Linked DNA regions of Mus musculus: regions 1, 2, 3, 5, 6 and 7 are each linked to region 4. Evidence: chromatin contacts called from public ChIA-PET, Hi-C and HiChIP or PLAC-seq data. All regions are on one chromosome and are shown on one strand. The core of a region is the stretch at or near the end of the contact, and the rest is flanking DNA. Distances in the headings are between cores, read along the strand shown.

Region 1 (2,882 bases), core at 28-2,527, 390 kb after region 4:
AGACCCTAACCATAATTTTTTGTTGCTACTTCACAATTGTAATTTTGCTACTGTTATGAATCATAATGCAAATATCTGATATGCAGAATATCTAATATGTAACTCCAAAGGTGCTTTGACATGCAAGTTGAGAACCACGGTTCTAACTCTTTATCCAATAACTTTGTCAGTGGATAAAGAGATGAATAGTACAATTTTCCAAAGGAGGCAGCTAGCCAAATTAGAGACTGTAGACCTTTATGTTGTGCCTCACTTTGCTCTATTCTGTTTCTTTTGCCTTCCTTTCTCGTATGGCTCATTACTCTCTGATTATCCCAGTTTTAAGATATAATTAACAAGATTGAAAATAATAGTGTAGAAAAACAGTCGCTTTAATATGATTATGCCTGAGCACTATTAACTGAGTGCTTTAGCATTCCTAATTTCATAATTAATTTATCATGGAAAATATATATTGCTTCATGCTGACTAGATTACAGTCCCTGAGATAGGAGTGAAGTCTGAGAGAAACAGGCAGGGTGTCAGAGGGGACTTCTTTATACAAACTGGTTTGTATACTATAGATATATAGTTTTTAACTATTTAAAGATAGTCCAAAGATGGAAATCAATTAAAGCCTTTGCCCTAAAGAATGATGCACTTTGAGTCTGTAGGGGTCAAGGTCAAGTGTACTTCATGCTGAGCTCTGAACCTATGCTGCTTTTATCTTGAAGGTGAGTGGCTTGTGATAGGCTCAGGAAATGTGTCTGTCATGTTAGACTGTTTCTACCTGGCTACTGGCAACTCTACCTCCTCCTTCGAAATCTCTGCAGACTGCTTCTGATTTTTCCAATTCTCCCTTCTCAATATGCAAATGCATGTTTTGTTGGCATTGGTAGAGGCAATGTTGTCTTTAGCTTTTGAGAAAGGCCTACTATGTGGGAAACCCACACAATGAAGCAAGGAAAGAACCCTATTTTCACTCCAAACATGGACATTTGGGTGAAGCTTCTCTGTAGAAAAACATACAGTTCTTAACTGGCTGGGTTTTTTTTGTTGTTGTTGTTGTTGTTCTTGTTTGTTTTGTTTTTTTGTTTTGCATTTTTTTATTGTTTCTTGTTTCTATCTAGACATTTAATTGAATTGCAGTGGCACACACCTAAATACAGTAGTCAGCTCAGATTTTGCTTGCTTGAAATTTATTTCCTTTTTTTTTTGTCAATTTGACAGAGCTAGTGGGACTGATTCTGAGAAGAGATAATCTGGGATGCCTCTAGTGCTTTTTGGGTATGGGCCCAGTATTGTTAGAACAGATTCCAAGAAAGAGATATCTACAAGGGACATGATACATGGTTACTAACTGAGAAAAAGGATATTTATTGCATGTTGAAATATGGCAGAAGATGAGTTCTGTGGAGAACCTCTGAAATATGGCTTAAAAGTGTTTGTTGTAGAGGCCAGATGCTTGTGAGAAACCAGAGACACTGAGAGTAAAGGAGAGATTTGCTTGTAAAGTCCTTCTGCAGATCCTGTACATTATTGACATAGGCAAGACTTTACCTGAGTTTGATCTTGGTAGGGAAAAAAAATCTCATGTTCCACAATATCAACCAACCAGACCCCCCAGAGTTTTCAGGGACTCAACCACTAACCAGAATACACATGGAGAGACCCATGGCTCCAGCTGCATTTGTAGCAGAGGATGGTCTTATCGGGCATCAAAGGGAGGAGAGGCTCTTGGCCCTGTGAAGGCTTGATGCACCAGTGTAGGGAAATGCCAGGGCAGTGAGGTGAGTGGGGGAGCACCCTCATAGAAGCAGGGAGAGGGGGTGTGGGATAGGGAGTTTCCAGAGGGGAAACTGGGAAAGGGGATGACATCTGGAATGTGAATAAATAAAACACCCAATAAAAAATTAAAAATCAGAAAAAAGAAAAATTTCATTTCTAATGGCAGGTTCCTCGATGAAAAGGACACAGACAAGGTCTGTGGTAGGTTAAGCCTGCATACTGAGCAACACAGCAAAGGAAGGAACGAAAGGGAGTCTTGTGCAGTGCTTGGGCCTTCTCTTTTATTTTATTTGCAAATGCCTCTCCTAAAAATATCATCTTCAGATTTATATAAACATTTCAAAAGCTAAAATTGTTTTACTGCAACAGACATGCATATAGTGATAGTTATGAATAAAGATAATAAAGGTTAGAAATACCATTCTCCATGGCTCGGGCTAACATTACCGACTCTGATTATTTTTAGGACACCTTTATGCATCCTGTTCTTAAAGTAAATAGAAAACAACAGTTTTATCAGGCTCCTGTCAACAAGCTCCTGTTGGCATCAATTAAGTTTGTATGAGGTTTCCTAAGAATAAATCTTTTGTTTAATATATAAAAAAAGAAGAGAAGAGAAAAAAATGAATACAGAGTAACTGTCATTTTGTATTCTGTGAGCAGTACACAGGACACTGGCGTCTTCCTGTGGTTTTGTATTGTTTATGTAGAATAATGTTTATGAGGAGGTTGTGTATGTGTCCATAATGAGAGTGAAGACATGACATGGCAGCAGAAGTAGGGTGGTGCACATTTCATGGACACACAGGAAGCAAGCATGGGGTAGAACAAGTGAGGCACGGATGTAAACACTGAAGCTCCACAACATGTGGCTACTATAAATGCTACACGCTCCAGCAAGGTTACATTTCCTAAAGGTTCTATAGCCTCCCCCAATCTGGGAACCCAGTGCTCAAACATATGATCCTTTTTCTTCATATGATATATCTTCTTCAATATTAAACCTCCACTATAATGAAAACTAATTCAAGATCAAGGACTCTAGATAACCATAGAAACTCACAACCACTCATCCTGTGAGGTGTCAGGTTTCCCTCTGGCACTTATAATAAACA
Region 2 (3,135 bases), core at 540-3,039, 370 kb after region 4:
ATATCTGTTTGATTTTTGTCCTTACATAATGGATTTTACATGACCAAATAATGATTAATCTTTCTTCCACTCCATGCCCACATCTGTTAGACTGAAGATGAAAGAAAAAAAAGAGCAAATCTTAGCTAAATTTGCAAATCTCATCACCAATTATATTTTATTTCCACAGCCCTTTCCCTTTTCCAATCTATCTTAAATGCATGTTTATATTTAACACATACATATATATGAATTTCCATATTTCACATATAAACACTTTATATATTTTTAACATATATAATAATGTACACACATTTAAATAAATATGTGCACATACATAGAGACACACATATACACACATACACACACAAACACACACATCATATTTGCACATACATAAATACATACAAACATACTTACACATACACACACACACATACACACAAATACAGACACATACACAGATAAACCTACACATATATACATATACGAACACACATACACACATGCACACATACACATACAAACACAAACAAACACACATATATTATACTTACACACAAACATACACATACACAGGTATATGTAAACATATGCACACACAAACACACATACACACATTCACACACACATATACATACATATATATGTGCACATATATACACAAAACCACACTCATACGCACAGATACATACACAAACACACACACATATAGAAACATATACACATATGCACACACAAACACACACATATATACCAACATACACACACAAATACACACACGCAAACACAATTATACACACACAAATACACTCATTCAGACAGATATACATACAGAAACACACACACAAACACAATTAGACACACACACACACCTCCTCAGCATTTCCTAACACTTTCACTGTCACTATTGCTATCCAAGGCATCTGAAGCCCTATGTTAGGCACCAGAAAACACCCCCATTTGGTTTCTGTACTTCAGTCTCACTCTACTGGTCAGAGCCATTTTAACTTCTGAGACAGAAGTTAAATAACTCCAGCTCCATGTTAAAAGTGCTGCACTCCTCTTTCATGGGAGACTCATTGTTTTACTTAATGCCCTGCATGATCTCAGCACTATTTTCTTTCTCTGTATTTCCCTGCCTTCTTCTGATCTTGCTTTGCAGCAGGTGCACTGTGGTCCTGGTACCTTATGGCATTCTTCACTGGTTTCTTGTGTTATCTACTCTGCATTAATCCCAAACAGTGCTCTCTGGTCTGCTCCAGCCTCCATACTAGCAGAGCAAATTCTCTGATAAAAGGTATACGTAATCCAAAGTGGCTAACTTTCCTCTTAGCACCTATCTATATCTCTGCTCAGTTTTCTCTTTTTGCTGAATCATCATCTGATGTATCAAGTGTGTGTTTACCTCTTTCACTCTCATATTCCTCATGCTAGACAGAAAGCTTCATGAGGCCATGGTAGAGTGCCTTTGTCTTTACTTCATTTCTGTTATTTTTTGACACAAAATCATCCATTGAATATGTTACTTATGTGACAACAACAAAACACATAAAAGGAACATGGCCATAACATAGTTACTCACATTTTAATGTATTTTCATCTTTGTTCATGAACAACATCTTTTTATAATCATCTTTTATTGTTCAATTTTCCTATTTTGAATGTTATATTGCCTTTGTAAAATGAACTGGGGAAGTCTTTTATCTTTTTTCCCCTAAGGCCTGAAATAATTTAACTTTGAACAGCTCTCTTTCTTAAAGGTTATATAAAATGCATGTTACATAAACCTCAGCTGGGTGGCCATCTGTTCCCACTGCCTTTTTCAATGATAGATCTTTAAGCATCTTTTTCTAAACTCTTTTATGGTAACTGGTGTATTTAAGTTTCCCCTTTCTTCTTGGGTGAATTTTGGCAATCCATATTTTTCTGGGAAATAATCCATTTCCTCTAGACTTTCAAATGTCTCGTCAGAAAGTTTTGTATATATTTTTATGACTGCCTCAATCACTTCAAAATTTATGCTTTTTTTCTGTTTCTTTCAATCTCGAATCATGTTTTAAAAATCATTTCTCTCTTTTTCTTGAATGAGCTAACACATCATTAGTACTCTACTGTTAAATTTAATTTTATTTATGATGACCACCATGGAGAACAAAGTATGTGGATAAAGAAACCAGAACAATACGCAGTCTGTTGGTGAATTTATGAAATGCTATGTCTGAAGAGGAAAACAGTATTATTGGGTCTTAAAAATTTGAAAAAAGAACTACCATATGATCCAGAAATTTCAGTTCTGAGAATGTACAGTCTCTGAGAGATATCTTTATACCTGTGTTGATAGTATAATTACTCATAGCAATTAAAACATGGAGGAAACCCAATACTTAAATAGTAATAAACAAATAAGCAAACCATGTGGCACACATAGAGAATGGAAAGTTGTTTAGCTAGATTGAGGTAATTCTGATGCTTGATACAATATGTATCAACTTTGAGAACATTATGTTGAGTAAAACAAGCCAGTAATAAATCAACAAATATTATTTTATTCACTTATGAGATACCTCCAGTAGTCATATATGTAGAAAATAGGATGGTGGTTACCAAGAACTAAAAATAGAAGATACAGACATGTCTGAAGATGACATGTCTTCAGTTTTAAAAAATTGAAAAGTTATAGAGACAGATGTTGCTGATCATGTAGCAGATTGCCAATATGATAAGTATCACCGAGTCATATATTTTTCAATGGATTGAATGCTGAATTTAATGTGGGTTTTATTTTTAATAAAACATTCATAAACATATTAAACTGATACAAAATTGTGTTTCCCTTTAAAGATATTAGTTTTGCTGCACAATAATTTCAGCCATGTTTATCAGTTTATAATCATTATTTGCTTTTCATTGGAATTATTTCCTATATATTTTTTGTTTGTATATAATTTTATTAGGTATTTTCTTCATTTACATTTCCAATGCTATCCCAAAAGTCCCCCATACCCTCCAGCACCCCACTGCCCTACCCACCCACTCCTACTTTTGGCCGTGGCATTCCCCTGTACTGAGGCATATGAAGTTTACAAGACGAATGGGCTTCTCTTTCCAATGATGGCTGACTAGGCCATCTTCTGATACATATGCAACTAGAGA
Region 3 (2,903 bases), core at 202-2,701, 350 kb before region 4:
TGAGAAACATCCGGAGTTAGAGTTACAGGTGGTTGTGAGGAAGTTACCTGACATGGAAACCACATGTGGTTCTTCTACAAGAGCAGCAACTGCTCCTAACTACTTAGCCATCTCTCCAGCTCCTATAGTTAAATTTTTATTTTCGTATTTTTTTCAAGTGTTGAGATGAAGGACCTTGCACATACTAGGAAAATATCTAAGTACTGAGCTACACCATAAGTTAGCTACATAAGTGAGTAAGATCAGGTGACATTGGGTTTTATAAAAAGAAATTTGTATATCTTTTCCTCGAGTGTTCTGTGTCAATCTGGAGGCAATTCTGTCTAGATTTTACTGTCATGTTTATGCAACCTCAAAAATATGCAAACTAAATAGAAATTGTTTCATGATGAATCTCTCATAATGGCACACAGGGTCTTTTGTTGCTCTCTTTCTCCTCCACTGTACATCCACATTAAAGAAAGAATGCTGAAATTTCAACCAAAGAGCCTCTTGTGCTTTCCTGGTTAGACACCATGCTGTCTTTAAAGCATGCATTTTCCGTTTCCTGAAAGCAGCCTTTGGGATGGCTGCAGGTCTTAGTCCAAGCCTGCTCTGGGTCATGGTCACATTATCTTCTTGCTTCTTCCCTTTGACTGCAGGGCAATCTTGGAGGGTGGCCCAGGTTCTGCTTATGTATAAGCAATGCATGTAATGTGGATGCACTGAGAAATGGATGAAGGGGTTTCTAAGCTGCTTATTTTTCTTTTTTCCTGGGAGGCAGTTTTATGAGATGATGTTAGGATTTGTTTGCTTTCAGTCCCAGCAGCCATTTACTTAAAACAAGTCTTAGAAGTAAAAACAACCTCCAAGAGGCAACAGAGTATGTCAAAAAATTAATAAGGTCACAAAAAGAGTATTGTAAACAAAATGTGCACGGGAGATAATGGGTTTGGGCACAAGACAGAAAGAGATCTAGGGCCAAAGGAAGTAAAGTACTCAGTAACTTCACAGTTGTCACATTGGGCAATCATTTACTGAACTATATCTCTTTTACATACTAAAATTGAAAGTGAAAATGTTTTATAATGTGAAGTGAACATACTCATTTTCTGTGTAATGACTTACCTTTTGTAGCTTGAAACTACAAGGAATCTACTGCAAGATAGTTTCAGAGGTGATGGACCTGCCACGGGTCTCACTAAGCCAAAATTAAGATGGCAGTGGGCTACAGGTTTGTTTTTAGACTTCTATGCTTTCTTTGTTTTCTAGAAACTGTGAAGGGCATGCATTCCTTGGCTTCTGGCTCCTTCCTCCATCCTCAAAGCTAGCAACAATGACTTGAGTTCACATATTGTCACTCTGTGACCTCCTGCTCATTCTTACCAATGAGCATTTACAGATTCCTGTGCTGATATTTTGTCTGTGCAGATAGTGAGTAATTCAGTCATCTCGTGCTGTGGTCCAGGCCTTGTGTGGGATGATATTTTGTCTGTGCAGATAGTGAGTAATTCAGTCATCTCGTGCTGTGGTTCAGGCCTTGAGTGTCCACCAAAAGACCATGAGATGCTTGCTTGGAAAGTGGTGGAAGTTTTAGGAGGTGAGTCCTACAGAAAAGACGTGAAATCACTGGGGCCATGGGCCCCCAATACACTACTGCCCAAGCTTCTGCCTGTCTCCTTTCAGTTTCCTTGACTTCCTGGGGTGAGCCGCTTTCCTCTAACATGCCCTACCTACCAAGATGCCCTTTCTTACCACTGCCCCAAAGTAACAGGACTAAGGACTCAAGGATTGAATCCATGAGCTCAAAAAAACTTTTCAGTTTTTTGTTAGTGATCACAGGTATTTCCTTACAGCGATGGAAAACCAGCATTATTTTTATTTTCAACTCCCTATCTCACTTCTATCTACAAAGGTCCTTTTGTTATGCAATATAAACTTGTCATACATGCGTGGGATTATGACATAGACATCACTGGGGACATTTATCTGGCTGCAATAAATACACAGAGAAATACTTGTTTCTACTTCTTTAAATTGGAACTATAAAATATGCAGCTTCTAGGAAAAGAGCAGGAAAAATAATTCAATACAAACCTAGTAAATTTGTTCAGCATTTGATACTGCACATTCTCTTTGGAAATCTGTCCCTGGAGAGGGCTATATATGTGTTCAGGCTGTTCATCTCAGTGCCTTTAGCATCACCAGGAAGAAGGTAAAATAATTCAAATGGCTTCCAACAGTATATTGGTTAATAAATAATCCACAGCACATTTCTTTAATATCAATCCTTTATTGCTGTACCAAGAGTCACTCCCAACATCTAACATCATGAACAGCTGACATTCCATCTGATGTTGGAGGTGAGAATCCTCGAGCCTTATCAGCAGTATTTTGCCTTCTCTCCCCTGTATTGTTGCAATTCTGAATGTCATCCTAAAGGTCACTTTTGTTGGAATTGGCTAATGAGGTCTCTCCTTCAGACACATGACAAGTGAATGCAGCTGGTAGTTAGGGCGCCATGGAATCATTCTGCAGGTGTTTGGGAATCTCCTTAGGAATTTCCTCAGAATGAGTGGAGGGAGACGGACCTTTGCTTCATCATAGTCACCTTGCCATGAAGCTCTACTAACACATCTTATAAGGCACATCCCTTCCCTTCTAACAGAGTATACTCTACTGTACTGAATGTGTGTGTGTGTGTGTGCTTATCACATACATAATTGCAATTGTTACTCTTCTCCCAGTATTGAGATCCACTATAAATGAGGTTTCTGTATTCTGAAACGAAGAAGCAGTAAGACTTATTTGGGCTTTTTTTTTTTTTTTTTTTTTTTTTTTTTTTTTTTTTTTTTTTGCTATACCAAGCTATTTATTTTTCCTTAACATTTGTAAAACCTATTTGGCTTAAAGAAACATTGTCA
Region 4 (3,241 bases), core at 578-3,077:
CACATCCTAAGTCCCGGCCTCACACAGCAAGCACAAGCAAGCTAAGGAAGAGGGGGTGCCTGTTTTCCATTTCCCCCCAAAATTCGATGTCTGTTACAGTGTGTACAGTATTAGGAATCGAAGCGGCGATACCTATTATTGATGTTCCAAAGAAATGGCGAAGACATTTATGAAGATCTTGTTAAACTTTAATCAACTGGCTAATTTAAAATCGCCAGTATGCTGATGAGCAGTGGGGACCTGATCGAAGCTCTCTGGGAGTTTAAAAGGCTCTGAAGGGGACCAGGAGCCAAGTCTGGCTAGTTGCCCAAATCCCAAATGCCTAAAGGAAACTACTAAGATCAATTTCAATCACGTCCCAGGGAGCAGCTTCTTTGAGGAGGAAAAATGGAGAGGGGGAGAGAAAGGCAGAGAGGATTGTGAACAATTAAGCCGGCATGGGGAGGTTTCAGCCAACACTTCGCTTTTCCTGGGTTTTAAAGCCTGGGAGGTTGTGAAACCGACGGAATTTATTTGATCTGCTAATTCACTTGGAGGAAAAAAAATACCCAGAAGGGTAGAGAGACGGCCACAGAATCATCGTTTTTAAAGACAATGGTGAAAGTGTTTGAGAATATTTTTGCCACTCACAGAATCCTATGACTTAGAAGGGGTAGGGGGTGTTTCTTTTATTCCGGTTGCCCCAAATTCTAGTTCCACTAAAATGCCGGAATTAGAGATTTTTCTTGCCCAAAGTAAGACCCGAAGCAACTAGGAATGGACTCATTGTCATATGACTGACAAGTCACTTGTGTGCAAACAGCACCCCCACACACACACACCCGCCGCGCAGTCAACAAGAAAAGCAGGTAAGAAAAACAAGGCAGGCATACGTGAATGATAAGAAATTATCCAGACGGAAAAGAAACTGCAAATGGCCTTGAATTCAAAAAGAACTACTGCGTTCCGCAAGCAAAATGTTAAGACTTTTAAATTTGGGACATACAAATATCAAAACAAAACCAAAATCCTTAAATCAAATCTTTTGGTAGTCAAGGCAAGCTCGTTCGTATGACAGGGTCCAGCTGTGGAGTTTGGAGCTGGTACAAACCCCAAACTTGTGCCAAGGGCTCAGGTCTGGATCGGTCAGAATAATTTGGGGTCCCCCCCCCCAGGTGTATGCTGCTCGTAAGCTCGGAATTAGCAAAACACGAAAAAAAAATGAAGAAATAAAAACGTAGTGGGAAGGAGAGCTCGCCTTCACACAAATGACAACTCTACTCCTCGCTCCCGAAGGCTCGCTCTACAGTGCCTTCATCATTCCAGGCAGCAGAAGGACATCTTAAGATCATTACTTTATATTTTTAATTAGGCAAATGCTAATCATCATTAAAAAGATGCACTTCCAAGCACACACCATCTTGCCTGCTCCTCCGCGCGACTCCCTCCTCGGCGTACCGGGCAGGTGAAAAAAAAAAAAAAATCCGTATTTACCTGTTGCCAATATTCCTCCAGGGACGGCAGAGCCGAGAAGTAGCCCGTTTCGTGCACAATCTGTAGTTCCTGGAAGATGCTACACATTGGGAGCACATCCATGTCGGGTTGGAAAAGACAGTCCTCGCTGTCGGGAAAACAGGGAGGTGAACGATCAGGAGTCCGAGCAGAAACTGTTCCCGGGAGCGCAGGTGAAAGTTTCATGCAAACTGGATGGCGCTGCAATCGGACGCCGGGTCCGGACCCTCCCGCAGCCCGCAGCGCGCCGAGCCCACGCAATATTTGCAAACAGCGGACTGACTGCAAGCGTAACCCCTGCAAAACTTCCCTATTCAAAGCTCCGCTGCCAGCCTCCCCCCTCCTCCCCCGCTTGGCTCCCCCCTTCTCCCCCCACGTGACCAGCTTGGAGCTCCGCCCCCCACGGTACCCAATCCTGCCGCTCCTGTACCCGGGGCTGCGCGACGATGATGTCAGCTCGCACCAATCGCCGGTGCGGACACACAGCGGCCCCGCCTGGCGTGACCGAGCCTCTTCATTAAAGGCCTCCTTATTGGTGCAATTCGAACTCGGCCTGCGCTGATTGGAAAGACGTCTCACAGGCTATTTTTAGCAGGGTATATAAGGCGAGGGCTACGGCGCACCGAAGGAGTCGGCGCTGGGAGGTGTACAGCCCAACGTTGCAGAAGTGCGGCCGGAGCGGCCGGAGCTGGGGGAGCCTAGCCGGGCAACCGGGCACCTGTCCCCGCCGCCCGGCTGCCCGGTTGCACCTTCTGATCCGGTCACACGGACCGGCACCCCCCAAAAAGACCAAAGATAGCAGACATATTCCCGATCCCCCTCATTTCCTCCCGCTGGGTTCCCGTGTTCCCGGATCCTTCCCTGACCCTCCATTCTCCTTGGTCCCTTGATTTCTCTCTTTGTTCGGAGTCCCCTCCATACTCAGAGATGCAGAGGTGCCCCGGGGTGGGCGCAAACGTGCCCGCAGGTTTCCCTGTGGCGATGGGACAATAAGACCGAACAGCAGGGGGACTTGGTACTCCAGAGTCACTGTGTGGTAGTTTCTGTCTAGGACGGAGGATGACAGGAGCCTGAGACCAAAATACCCCCACTTCTTACGCAGGCAGAGAGGGGGAAACGGTAGAGCATCTCAAAAGCCCCCTACCTGACCAGTGTGTCAAAAACACTCAGTTCTCAGGAATGAATTTTACCCACTCAAAAGTTGAAAATGCAGCTTTTAAGATCGCATCCGTGACCTGGCGCCATGGCCACACTGTACTTGGAGACCTGGACATTCACAGCTTAAAACTCCCCTTTTTCTTGTTGCACAGTTTTAATTCAAAGAAGATGCAGATTTTGCTGCTAATGGGGTTTAAATCTGTTTATCTCGTAGAAGGCAGTCTCGGAGATGTCTCACCAAGGTTAACAGGCTTTCCCATGGATGTGTAAACAATTCAAATTAGGTTGAAGATGACAATTTTTTTCATACAAATTATCTACCAAAGCACACCATGATATCTAAAAAAAAAAAAAAAAAAAACGAGCGACTAAAATTTTTGAATAAAAATCCAATTATAACAACTTCGAATATAATTTTTAATGAATAGTATCCTTTTAAAAGTTGTCAAGTACGTAAAATAAGCTGAGGGGAGTTTTTCTGTTTAATTTACGAAGTCTAGAAGAGAAGCATGTGCCAGAACCATAGGCTTGTCAGGTTTGTAGGCCTATGTATGGGGGCGAAGATGGGAAAAGTTATCTCACGTGCCTATTG
Region 5 (2,910 bases), core at 73-2,572, 380 kb before region 4:
GATGTCTGCGGTGGGTAGTAAGAGAATGGAAGGCATTATAGCTTCTACAAGCTACACTTCCTCAGCTCAGCCAACAGTTGCATTTAGTTTTCAACATATGATTAAACATAGTCACATTTTGAGGATCTGAACTTTGGGAGACATCTCAGTTTGGAAGACCCAAACCTCTAATCCTCCATTCTTCATTTATCAAGGGGTACATCACTGTTTTAACACACTGAGGTTTGGCAGTTCAATTTTGTTCAGGAATAAAGCATTGATGGATGAGAAAGCTACTTCCCCTCCTGGTGAGATGAATATTCCATCTTTTTATCACAGTTAACAGAGTTCATCTGCATCCAGATTTCAGGTCTGGTCTCTAGAAATGAAGGAGGTAGCTTGCATCTCTTCTGCAGAGAGTTAATTATGTCCTGATGGTGCCCAGATGCCCAGTACCCACTGCATGCCTACTGTAGTGCTGTAGATTTACAGCTTGCCTGCCCTTAAAAACCACACCTATCATTGGCTTTCAAGATTGTGGGAGAGAACACTGTCAACATTTCATCACTTAGCAAGAGAAGAAGGATGACTCTATGTCGTATACATTTTGTCCTTTTGTAGCTCTTGCATAACTGTGCCTTACTCAAGGAATATGTGGACTTAAGGACTGACCACACAGCTAAGTTGGTCTTCCAGTTATCCGAGTAGTTAGAGCCCCTGGGAGCTTCTTGTTCTTCTGGAATGTTCTCCTGATTCACAGGGCAAATCAGACCTGATTATGAGAGTTGGCCCTATTCTATAAGCATGACTGTAGAAGATTTGCCCGTAAAAGTACAGGTATGCAGTGACATCCAACCTGGAAATACAATAAAATTAACAGCAATGTACTTTCCCCAATGCTCTCATTTTCATAATGAAAGTTTTCCTGGTCAGAGCTGAACTAGGACATAACAGAGAGGTTATTTATTTATGTACTTATTTATTTTGCTATTTTCTGTTTCCACACAATGATTAATAAAAAGAAGCAGGAAACGTGGCAGTTTCCTGCAAGACTAGGCTACTTTTCTCAGAAGCATGGTATCTTCTGGAATTTAGGGAGAAATTTATGTAGAAATAGGCAGCGAGGTGCATTAGAAGGAAACTTGAGATACCATCTTAACATCGTAACATTCAGTCACTACTAGTAATTCTAGCCATTTAAAACTTTGGGGTTAGACTCTGGTCTTCCTTACCAGAGACGCTGGAATGTTCTCCTAAGCCACAAAGTGAACAAGACCTCTGTACCTGTTTGTTGAGTGACTCATGGGCGGTAGCTGATACGCTAAAGGATGTAGGAAAAGGGTCGGGATGCAAAGGTATGTGGGCTGGCTTCCTGCTCAGCAGGAGTAACAGTACGGACTCTCCTGCACAGCATCTAAGGGATGCTCAATGTACAGTGTAATACCCTAACAGCTTCCAGCAGCTGAAAGGCTGTGCTTCGGGTTGTGTAAGTTCAGAAACACAAAATCTAGCATAATGGTCATTTTCTGACGTCTCCTCCGGATCCTCTTCTTCTTTCTTCTTCCCCCTCCTCTTCTTAAATGCTTTTTTCCATAGAATATATTTTGACCATGTTTTCCCTTCCAGAAACTCCTCCCAGATCCTCCCTACCTACCCAGCAGCCAATACCCATGCTCTCAAAAATATACCTCAAATCTCAGGAAAGACATCAGAATTATTCTGATATTCAATGCCTCTACTACAGTATGAAGCTCAGTTCCACTGATAGTTACCTTTCCAACTTCTTGTCAACCACAACTGACCTTCATTTTTTGAGTGCCTTGTATTAGTAAATTTTTTTGTTTGAAATGTATTTGTTTGTTTTCTCAGTAATGTGATCATAGACTACTTAAAGCAACAGGTTGATTTTATGAAAAACAACAGCAAGACAACCTAACCCATTGATGAATGGGTTAATCATTCAGACATTTCTTAATAGAATTACTTTCTAGTAAGTCTCACATCTTCCTTGAATTTTGTGGAGTGCCTGGTCAGATACTCCCAATGGACTGAAAACACAGCACTGTAGCTTCGGCAACAAAATAGTAGCATGAACTAGGTCCCATCTCTTCAGAAACATTGAATATGGTAGTACAGGATGGTATTGATGTGCATACATCACTAGAGAAACATGATGATTTACAAAGAGCTCTTTTTTTTTTTTTTTTTTTTTCAATATGGAGCAGAAGGCATTATTCCCATATTTGTGGTTTGAGTGGCAGGACCAAGGATATAACTATTCAGCCATAATGTAAGTTTTTTCAAAGGGCATCACTCAAGTAAGTATTTTTGGGGGATGTGAGGGGGGGAACCATGCACACATCATGAAATGTGCACTGGAAGTCAGAAGTGACCTTTTACTTTGATTAAGGCAGCGCTTCCTGTCACTGTCAGCTGTGTAGGTCAGGGTATCAGAAAGCCTGTTAGCCTTTGGGGATTTCCCTGACCTCAACTTCCATCTCACAGTTGGAGTACTGGAATTGCAATCATGCTCTACCAAGCCTACCCTTACCTAGGTTCTTGGGATAGAACTCATGTCCTCAGGATTGTATGTCAAAAATACACCCAGTCACTTTCTTAGCTCCAGTTAGGTTTTGTACATTTCTTCTACTGCTCATTTCTTGAGAATGTAAGTCAGAAGTGGAAATACCAAGGTAAAACCCGAGTTAGAGTAAACTGTGTTCCCAGCTATCATCTCTACATAATTATCTATTTTATAATCCAAAAGATTCTTTAAACTGCCAGTGAGTATATTCTCAGTAGCTTGCTGGGCAAAAAAAAAAAAAATGTTCTTTTCAAGAGTATCTTGTCTACAGTCTTGGCTATTATAACTGCCTTACGCTATAATCATCTCTATAGAACAACATCAGGGGACTAAAGCAGTTGTCTATT
Region 6 (2,856 bases), core at 129-2,628, 450 kb after region 4:
AGTAGGATCTGATAATTTTTTGAATTTCTTTGGTTTCTCTTGTTATGCCTCCATTTTCATTTCTGATTTTGTTAATTAGGATAGTGTCCCTGTGCCCTTTAGTTAGTCTGGCTAAGGGTTTATCTGTCTTGTTGATTTTCTCCAAGAACCAGCTCCTGGTTTGGTTGATTCTTTGTATAGTTCTTTTTGTTTCCACTTGGTTGATTTCAGCCCTGAGTTTGATTATTTCCTGCTGTCTACTCTTCTTGGTTGAATTTGCTCATGTGTCATGACCTCAACCTTTAATGATTTTAACACTTTGACTTACAATATAAAGTTAATTCCCAAATACCTACAATTTCTATATTATATAATTTATACATTGGTCAAAGAAAGTCACTTAAACATATCAAAATCATAGTAAAATGACTAGTTTTACTTTATTGGCAATTGGTGACTGCAACAGTTAATCCAGTCCTGAAATAATTTTTATAAACTCCTGCGTGTATGTGTCTGTCTCTGTGAGTGAAGGAATACTACTGACATAGTACGTTGGTTGAGATGAAACACCATCCTTGGATGTCATCATCTTTCAACTTTCTTTAGACAGACACTGCACACACTAGGTTACCTAGCTCATGAGCCTCCATAGATTCCCTTGTCTTCCACTCCCATCTCTCATTAGAAGGGCTGGTAATACACAGAAACATGCTTCTATTTCTAGCTTTGTGTGAATTTTGGAGATTTTTACTCAGATTTTAATCCCCCTGTGGCAGGTCCTTTTACCCACTGGGGTTTTCCCCTAGCCCTTTGAAATTATTTTCAATAACCATGAAGTAACATAAGATTGATAAATCAGGTTGAGAATAATCAGTGAAATCTCTGCTTATATCTTATTCCTTCTAATTCATACACACATTGTTTTACAGATATCCCTCCATTAGAGTCTCCTGATAGCTGTGCATTGTCCATGTTTCATAGGGGAGAAGAGGCCTCCAACCTATGTCCATCAGATATATTCTTGGCTATTCAACAAAATCTAGTAAAGCTATTCCCCAGGGGACAGTGAGTGCTGGTAGGGTCTCCTGCCAGAGATGTCTGTACTCACTCTGTTCTTGGGAGACACTGATTTACCTATAGGATTCTAGAAACTAGAATTTGAGAAAATATAAACTTCGTGCTGTGGAGTTAAAACTGTGCCAAGAGAACAATATACTGGTATGTATATGGAGCTTTTGTGAAACCTCCCTATAGAACAAATTAGCATGACAACTACTGAACTTCCTCTAAACCAAGTCCTTTTTAGGCAAGGAAACCAAAGTTCAGAAAGGTTGCTCCAGTCACTTCTGATCATACAGGCCAGTTGTGAAGTGAGAGGCTTTTTCAGTTCAATGTGCTTGTTATCACACAAGGGCAGGAAGTCGGTCATATATACGAAACCACTTTACTTTCCATCAGATGTGCTTTCTGCTTCTCTGAGATTCAGGTAAAAGGAATGAACCTTAATGTAGTAAGCACTTATTCACTAGCAAAATCATTTAGTGGCAACTACTGATCCTTTGAGGGAAAAAAAAAGTCATCACTGTGGTTACATCCACTCAACAGAAAGGTGCACTTGGACTGGGTGACAGGGGGATGTGTAGACCATCAGCTTCTGCAGGAAGTGCTTAATGCTGTTATTTACTAGGTTACAGTAGCACTCACATGAAACGAAGAATCTAAAGCTCATGAGAAATTTGCAGTGGCGTGCCTTGTAAAATGTGCTGGGAGCAACCTAAAGGAAAGAAAAGTTATTGAAAACTGGGAGTCCAGAAAGCAAGAGGAGTTCTTTTTTTGTTGAAAATAGATTTCCTATCCTGTCTTTTTTTTTCTGTTATTCCAAATGAATTTGCAAATTGCTCTTTCTAACTCTATTAACAATTGAGTTGGAATATTGATGGGGATTGCATTGAATCTGACGATTGCTTTTGGCAAGATGGCCATTTTACTATAATTAATCCTACCATTCCATGGGCATGGGACTGAGCAGAGACTGAGCAGACAGTGTTCAGAGCAGAGACTGAAGGAAAGGCCATCTAGAGACTGCCCCACATGGGGATACATCCTATATACAGACACTAAACCCAGACACTATCACAGATGCCAAGAAGTGTTTGCTGACAGGAACCTGATATAGCTGTCTCCTGAGAGACTCTGCCACAGCCTGACAAATACAGAGGCAAATGTTCATAGGCAACCATTGGACTGAGCACTGGGTCCCCAATGGAGGAGTTAAGAGATAAGGCTGAAGGAGCTGAAGGGGTTTGAAATGCCATCGAAAGAACAACAGTATCAACCAACCAGATTCCCCAGAGCTCCCAGGGACGAAACCACCAATCAAAGAGTACACATGGAGGGACCAATGGCTCCAACCTCATATATAGCAGAGCTTGGCCTTGTTGGGCATCAATGGGAGGAGAAGTCCTTGGTCCTATGAAGACTCTAAGCTTTAGTGTAGGGGAATGCCAGGGTAGGGAGGCGGGAGGGAGGGTGTGGGTTGGTGGGTGGGGAAGCACCCTCATATAAGTCAGGAGAGGAAGGATGGGATAGGGGATTTCTGGGGGGAGGGGGGGGCGACCAGGAAAGGGGCTAACATTTGAAATGTAAATAATGAAAATATATATATAAAAAAATAAAGCAAGAGGAGAGGATGGGGCTTGGCTCATAGCTCAGTAATAAAATGCTAGGCCCACAAGCATATGAGCTTCAGTGCAAACCCCAGTGCCAACTTAAAAACAAACAAACAAACAACACATAAGAAAACTAAGCATGTTTGCAATCTCTTGTAATTTTAGCACTGGTGAAGGTGAAACAGGGGAATTATGGGGGCTTTCTGGC
Region 7 (2,920 bases), core at 56-2,555, 480 kb before region 4:
GCTTCCTAAAGCACAGAACAGGGTGGAGAAGGTACTGGATTCATCTGCAGGTGATGCATACTTTGTCAGGTATGATTTCTGGAAACTCTGATGTTCCCTTAAGGTGGAGAAATGACTGCTCCAGGCTGTTCTACCACTACCACCCATAAAACTGCACCGTGCAACTGAATACTTTTTGATCTCCTCCATGGACACTTGATTGAGTGAAGTAAGGTACTGTATGAATCCCTGATTTGGGGGACTGGTGGTGTCATTTTAGCTGATGACAAAGGCAGGCAACCATGAGTTGAGGGTCACCATAGAGCTAGGCTGGAGGAACGCAGATATGTGAAGGTGGTGGTGGTGGTGGTGGGGATACTGGAGAAGCCTTTACTAGGAGTAGAAATTACAATTCAGTTCCAAAGGGAAGAAATTCTTTCCATTTGTTTAATTCTTCTTAAATTAAAAGAGTACATTTTTATTGCGTATATATTGGCACCATTTTCTTTAATTCCCCTTTCCCATTTCTTCTGTTTTTAAGAATAGATTGTGTTTTGAAATTTAAACTTATTTTTGATACGTTTAAAGGTATAGATAGTGCAACCTGATTTACTTGAGCACCCCTACCCTACCTCTTTGTTTCCTTTGCCTTGAGAAACGTCTTATTCTACACTGTATGGCTCAGGCTGGTCCTCAGCTTGCTCTATAACTCCAGATGGACTTGAAGCCACAGTAACCCTTCTATCTTAACCCTAGGCACTGGCTTTACCTGCATGAGTCACAAGGCCAGACAAGAAACTTTTTCTTTTTTGCTGACTCCTACTTTGGAGATCATGTGTATTAGATTTATGTATCTCATTATTCTTATTTAAAATCCATATGTAATACTTAAGTATCTAAAATTCTGGCTTCATAAGCATTCTTTATGAAGAGTTTCCCTATTGTTCCTCCCCATGTGAGTCTGAGATGGCATGTACTGTGATACCTTTATGGTACACACACACACACAATTTTCAAATGAGGACATTCATTACAATTCATTAAATTTGCTCATAAAATGAGCTTGATATCCCTCGGGCTAGGTCCATTAAATGAATCTATTTGGCTCAATTATGAATCAGTTTTTTTCTTATATTCAAAAGGCAGCTTCTATGAGTTACTGTGAGCAAAGAGGCCTCACAAGACAGATTCAGGAATGCAGCAGCCAAAACCCAGGGCCTGCACAGAAATTCCTGAATAAAAATATCACAGAGGGAGAGGGAGGACCATATGTCTGTCTGCTGGTGTTCTGTGCTTGGCACCGGCTGAGATCCCAAGGGCTGACTTGTGCAGGAGGTAATTATATCATGGCACATCGTGCTTAGAGGTGTTGACTGCAGAATCTGTGTGAGCTAGTGACACAGGCTCTTGCAGGTTGATCAGAGAAAATCTATTTTGCTATTACCCACTGAAAGATGTGAGACACTTTCATTATCTTTAAGAAGCTACAACTTGGATGATAAAAACTTAGATGCAAGGTGTTCTTCTATATTCCCTTTACTTCTAAAATTAAAAGCAGTCCCCCAACATGGCTCACTGTATTCATTCCGATTTCTATCTCTTCACTTCTTTTTAAATTTCCCGAGGTGGAGCATTATTGTTATGGTTACTGTAGACGAATTTTATAGCAATATCAAAATGATAATACATGTATAGTAGAGTATGTATCTCACGCTAGCCTTGAAAACACTATGTAGTTAAGGATGATTCTGAGTGTCGGGTCTTCCTATCTCCACCTCTTAAGTTGCATGGATCATATCAAGGCCATGTGCTACCACCTTCAGTTCATGTGAGACTGGAGACTGAACCCTGGGCTTCACAAATGGTAGGTGAACACTCTGAAAATTGAGCTACATGCCCAGCCCATACTGCTGGTGCTGGTACTACAAAATAATAATAAAATACATTTTTAAAAGTCACATGAAATTACAGTAGGAAGAATGCTTGTTCTCAGAATATATGGCACCAGCAGTGTCATTTCTATAACTTGTCTCCATTCAAAAGTACATCCCTGGCGCTGGTAGTTTTCTAACACTCAGTGGAAAATGTGCCCTTTGTCTCTCGCCAGGTGTGTCGCATTTCAGGTTATTTGCTCATCTGATTTCACAGCCTGGGGCTGCCAGCACAGCAGTGAAAAGCTGCCAGCACCCATCATGTGGCAAGAGCAGAGGGAGGAAGGAGCTGTTCACAAGTGACAGCTGAGAATGCCTGGAGGTCTTAGGGTGAGAGCACGTGACCCGCTTCATGGAAATTAACCAAAGAGAAAACCCAGAAAGAACAGCATGCAATTCGATGGGCAGGTATTCTGTCCCACAATATTGATTCTGAACATCATCTCCTGAGGATTCCTCGCTTAATTCCTGGTGGGCTTTGGAGACCCAGAACATGCTCTAAAATGATTTATAGTTACCTATAAAGTAAAAAATAATCTAATAAAAATACACTCCACTATCTCTTAATACTTTTAAATCTTCAGCAAATTTTAAATAGTGAAGGAAGGAGGTTATTGGAAGAATGGAAACTCATCACATCAGCTTGTCCCAATGAATTTTCATTTTTAAAATGTCCTTGCTTGAAATCATCTTTAAATATGTGTATATGTTTGTGTCTGCATGTATGTCTTGCCCATAGAGGCCAGAAGGAGTTGTATCCTTTGGAGCTGGAGTTATTAGGTGGTTTCAAGCTCAGCACCAAGGGTGCTGAGATTGAAATTTGCAACCTTGGCAAAAGCAAGTGCTCTAAATTGCCCAGCCATCTTTGCAGCCCCCTATTAAAAAAAAAGTAAGATGTATGTATGTATGTATGGTGTATGTTTGAGAGCCCACATATGCTATAGTGCAAGTATGTAGGTAGGAGGACAGCTTGCAGGAGTTGGTTCTGTCCTTCTACCATGCTGGTCCTG

What was found. A called contact is a pair of places that touch in the nucleus more often than the background predicts. ChIA-PET counts read pairs in DNA pulled down with a chosen protein or histone mark. HiChIP or PLAC-seq counts read pairs in DNA pulled down with a chosen protein or histone mark.
Region 1: a contact with region 4 is called in a Hi-C map of cortical neurons, with 4 times the contacts expected there. The contact joins the enhancer-like site here to the promoter of Klf6 in region 4. A contact is called at or near these places in 6 of 39 promoter capture datasets (the C10 cell line, HPC-7-derived erythroid cells, embryonic stem cells and 3 more), 1 of 484 Hi-C or Micro-C datasets (cortical neurons), 5 of 115 datasets of contacts at active chromatin or transcription factors (the 230-238 cell line, bone marrow-derived macrophages, large pre-B cells and 2 more) and 1 of 9 other capture datasets (pancreatic islet).
Region 2: a Hi-C map of cortical neurons shows a contact between it and region 4, with 2.2 times the contacts expected there. The contact joins the enhancer-like site here to the promoter of Klf6 in region 4. A contact is called at or near these places in 5 of 39 promoter capture datasets (the 3T3-L1 cell line, frontonasal cranial neural crest, hippocampal neurons and 1 more), 5 of 484 Hi-C or Micro-C datasets (cerebral cortex, cortical neurons and forebrain), 8 of 115 datasets of contacts at active chromatin or transcription factors (the 230-238 cell line, acute myeloid leukemia, bone marrow-derived macrophages and 4 more) and 1 of 9 other capture datasets (pancreatic islet).
Region 3: a contact with region 4 is called in an H3K4me3 HiChIP or PLAC-seq map of intestinal villus epithelium, with 7 times the contacts expected there. The contact joins the enhancer-like site here to the promoter of Klf6 in region 4. A contact is called at or near these places in 9 of 39 promoter capture datasets (the 3T3-L1 cell line, 3T3-L1-derived adipocytes, HPC-7-derived erythroid cells and 5 more), 1 of 484 Hi-C or Micro-C datasets (Th2 cells), 12 of 115 datasets of contacts at active chromatin or transcription factors (the 230-238 cell line, CD8 T cells, Th17 cells and 8 more) and 1 of 9 other capture datasets (adipose tissue).
Region 5: a contact with region 4 is called in a FOXA1 HiChIP or PLAC-seq map of pancreatic cancer cells. The contact joins the enhancer-like site here to the promoter of Klf6 in region 4. A contact is called at or near these places in 7 of 39 promoter capture datasets (3T3-L1-derived adipocytes, HPC-7-derived erythroid cells, cranial neural crest and 3 more), 9 of 484 Hi-C or Micro-C datasets (the BV-2 cell line, ECoMG-derived neutrophils, the N1E-115 cell line and 5 more), 18 of 115 datasets of contacts at active chromatin or transcription factors (the 230-238 cell line, SST interneurons, bone marrow-derived dendritic cells and 13 more) and 1 of 9 other capture datasets (adipose tissue).
Region 6: an RNA polymerase II ChIA-PET map of memory CD8 T cells shows a contact between it and region 4, with 227 read pairs. The contact joins the enhancer-like site here to the promoter of Klf6 in region 4. A contact is called at or near these places in 10 of 39 promoter capture datasets (the 3T3-L1 cell line, 3T3-L1-derived adipocytes, embryonic stem cells and 5 more), 3 of 15 datasets of contacts at CTCF or cohesin (the NIH/3T3 cell line, large pre-B cells and pro-B cells), 5 of 484 Hi-C or Micro-C datasets (CD4 T cells, adipose-derived mesenchymal stem cells, embryonic fibroblasts and 2 more), 19 of 115 datasets of contacts at active chromatin or transcription factors (the 230-238 cell line, CD8 T cells, the NIH/3T3 cell line and 14 more) and 3 of 9 other capture datasets (adipose tissue, embryonic stem cells and macrophages).
Region 7: an H3K4me3 HiChIP or PLAC-seq map of forebrain shows a contact between it and region 4, with 7 times the contacts expected there. The contact joins the enhancer-like site here to the promoter of Klf6 in region 4. A contact is called at or near these places in 3 of 39 promoter capture datasets (the 3T3-L1 cell line, hippocampal neurons and liver), 7 of 484 Hi-C or Micro-C datasets (cerebral cortex, cortical neurons, forebrain and 1 more) and 9 of 115 datasets of contacts at active chromatin or transcription factors (CD8 T cells, VIP interneurons, bone marrow-derived macrophages and 5 more).

The regions. Positions count from the first base shown.
Region 1 is chr13:5,474,691-5,477,572 of GRCm38.p6, reverse strand. No RefSeq gene overlaps it. Among named protein-coding and RNA genes, the nearest start is that of Gm40660, 21 kb to the right of the region's middle. Within about 2 kb of position 1,277, at least 1 of the 459 cell types and tissues checked has an H3K27ac peak or open chromatin away from gene starts, as enhancers often do. A contact at or near this core is called in cortical neurons, where this site is marked.
Region 2 is chr13:5,491,130-5,494,264 of GRCm38.p6, reverse strand. No RefSeq gene overlaps it. Among named protein-coding and RNA genes, the nearest start is that of Gm40660, 37 kb to the right of the region's middle. Within about 2 kb of position 1,789, at least 7 of the 459 cell types and tissues checked have an H3K27ac peak or open chromatin away from gene starts, as enhancers often do. A contact at or near this core is called in cortical neurons, where this site is marked.
Region 3 is chr13:6,210,864-6,213,766 of GRCm38.p6, reverse strand. No RefSeq gene overlaps it. Among named protein-coding and RNA genes, the nearest start is that of Gm35615, 77 kb to the left of the region's middle. Within about 2 kb of position 1,451, at least 13 of the 459 cell types and tissues checked have an H3K27ac peak or open chromatin away from gene starts, as enhancers often do. A contact at or near this core is called in CD8 T cells, Th17 cells, Th2 cells and 1 more, where this site is marked.
Region 4 is chr13:5,860,075-5,863,315 of GRCm38.p6, reverse strand. Klf6 (Kruppel-like factor 6) reads right to left here and starts at 1,827. Exons shown (of 4, transcript NM_011803.2): 1 at 1,474-1,827. The coding sequence starts at 1,677.
Region 5 is chr13:6,235,108-6,238,017 of GRCm38.p6, reverse strand. No RefSeq gene overlaps it. Among named protein-coding and RNA genes, the nearest start is that of Gm35615, 53 kb to the left of the region's middle. Within about 2 kb of position 1,322, at least 15 of the 459 cell types and tissues checked have an H3K27ac peak or open chromatin away from gene starts, as enhancers often do. A contact at or near this core is called in pancreatic cancer cells, where this site is marked.
Region 6 is chr13:5,407,148-5,410,003 of GRCm38.p6, reverse strand. No RefSeq gene overlaps it. Among named protein-coding and RNA genes, the nearest start is that of Gm40660, 47 kb to the left of the region's middle. Within about 2 kb of position 1,378, at least 19 of the 459 cell types and tissues checked have an H3K27ac peak or open chromatin away from gene starts, as enhancers often do. A contact at or near this core is called in CD8 T cells, effector CD8 T cells, memory CD8 T cells and 1 more, where this site is marked.
Region 7 is chr13:6,339,631-6,342,550 of GRCm38.p6, reverse strand. No RefSeq gene overlaps it. Among named protein-coding and RNA genes, the nearest start is that of Gm35671, 34 kb to the right of the region's middle. Within about 2 kb of position 1,305, at least 22 of the 459 cell types and tissues checked have an H3K27ac peak or open chromatin away from gene starts, as enhancers often do. A contact at or near this core is called in VIP interneurons, cortical neurons and forebrain, where this site is marked.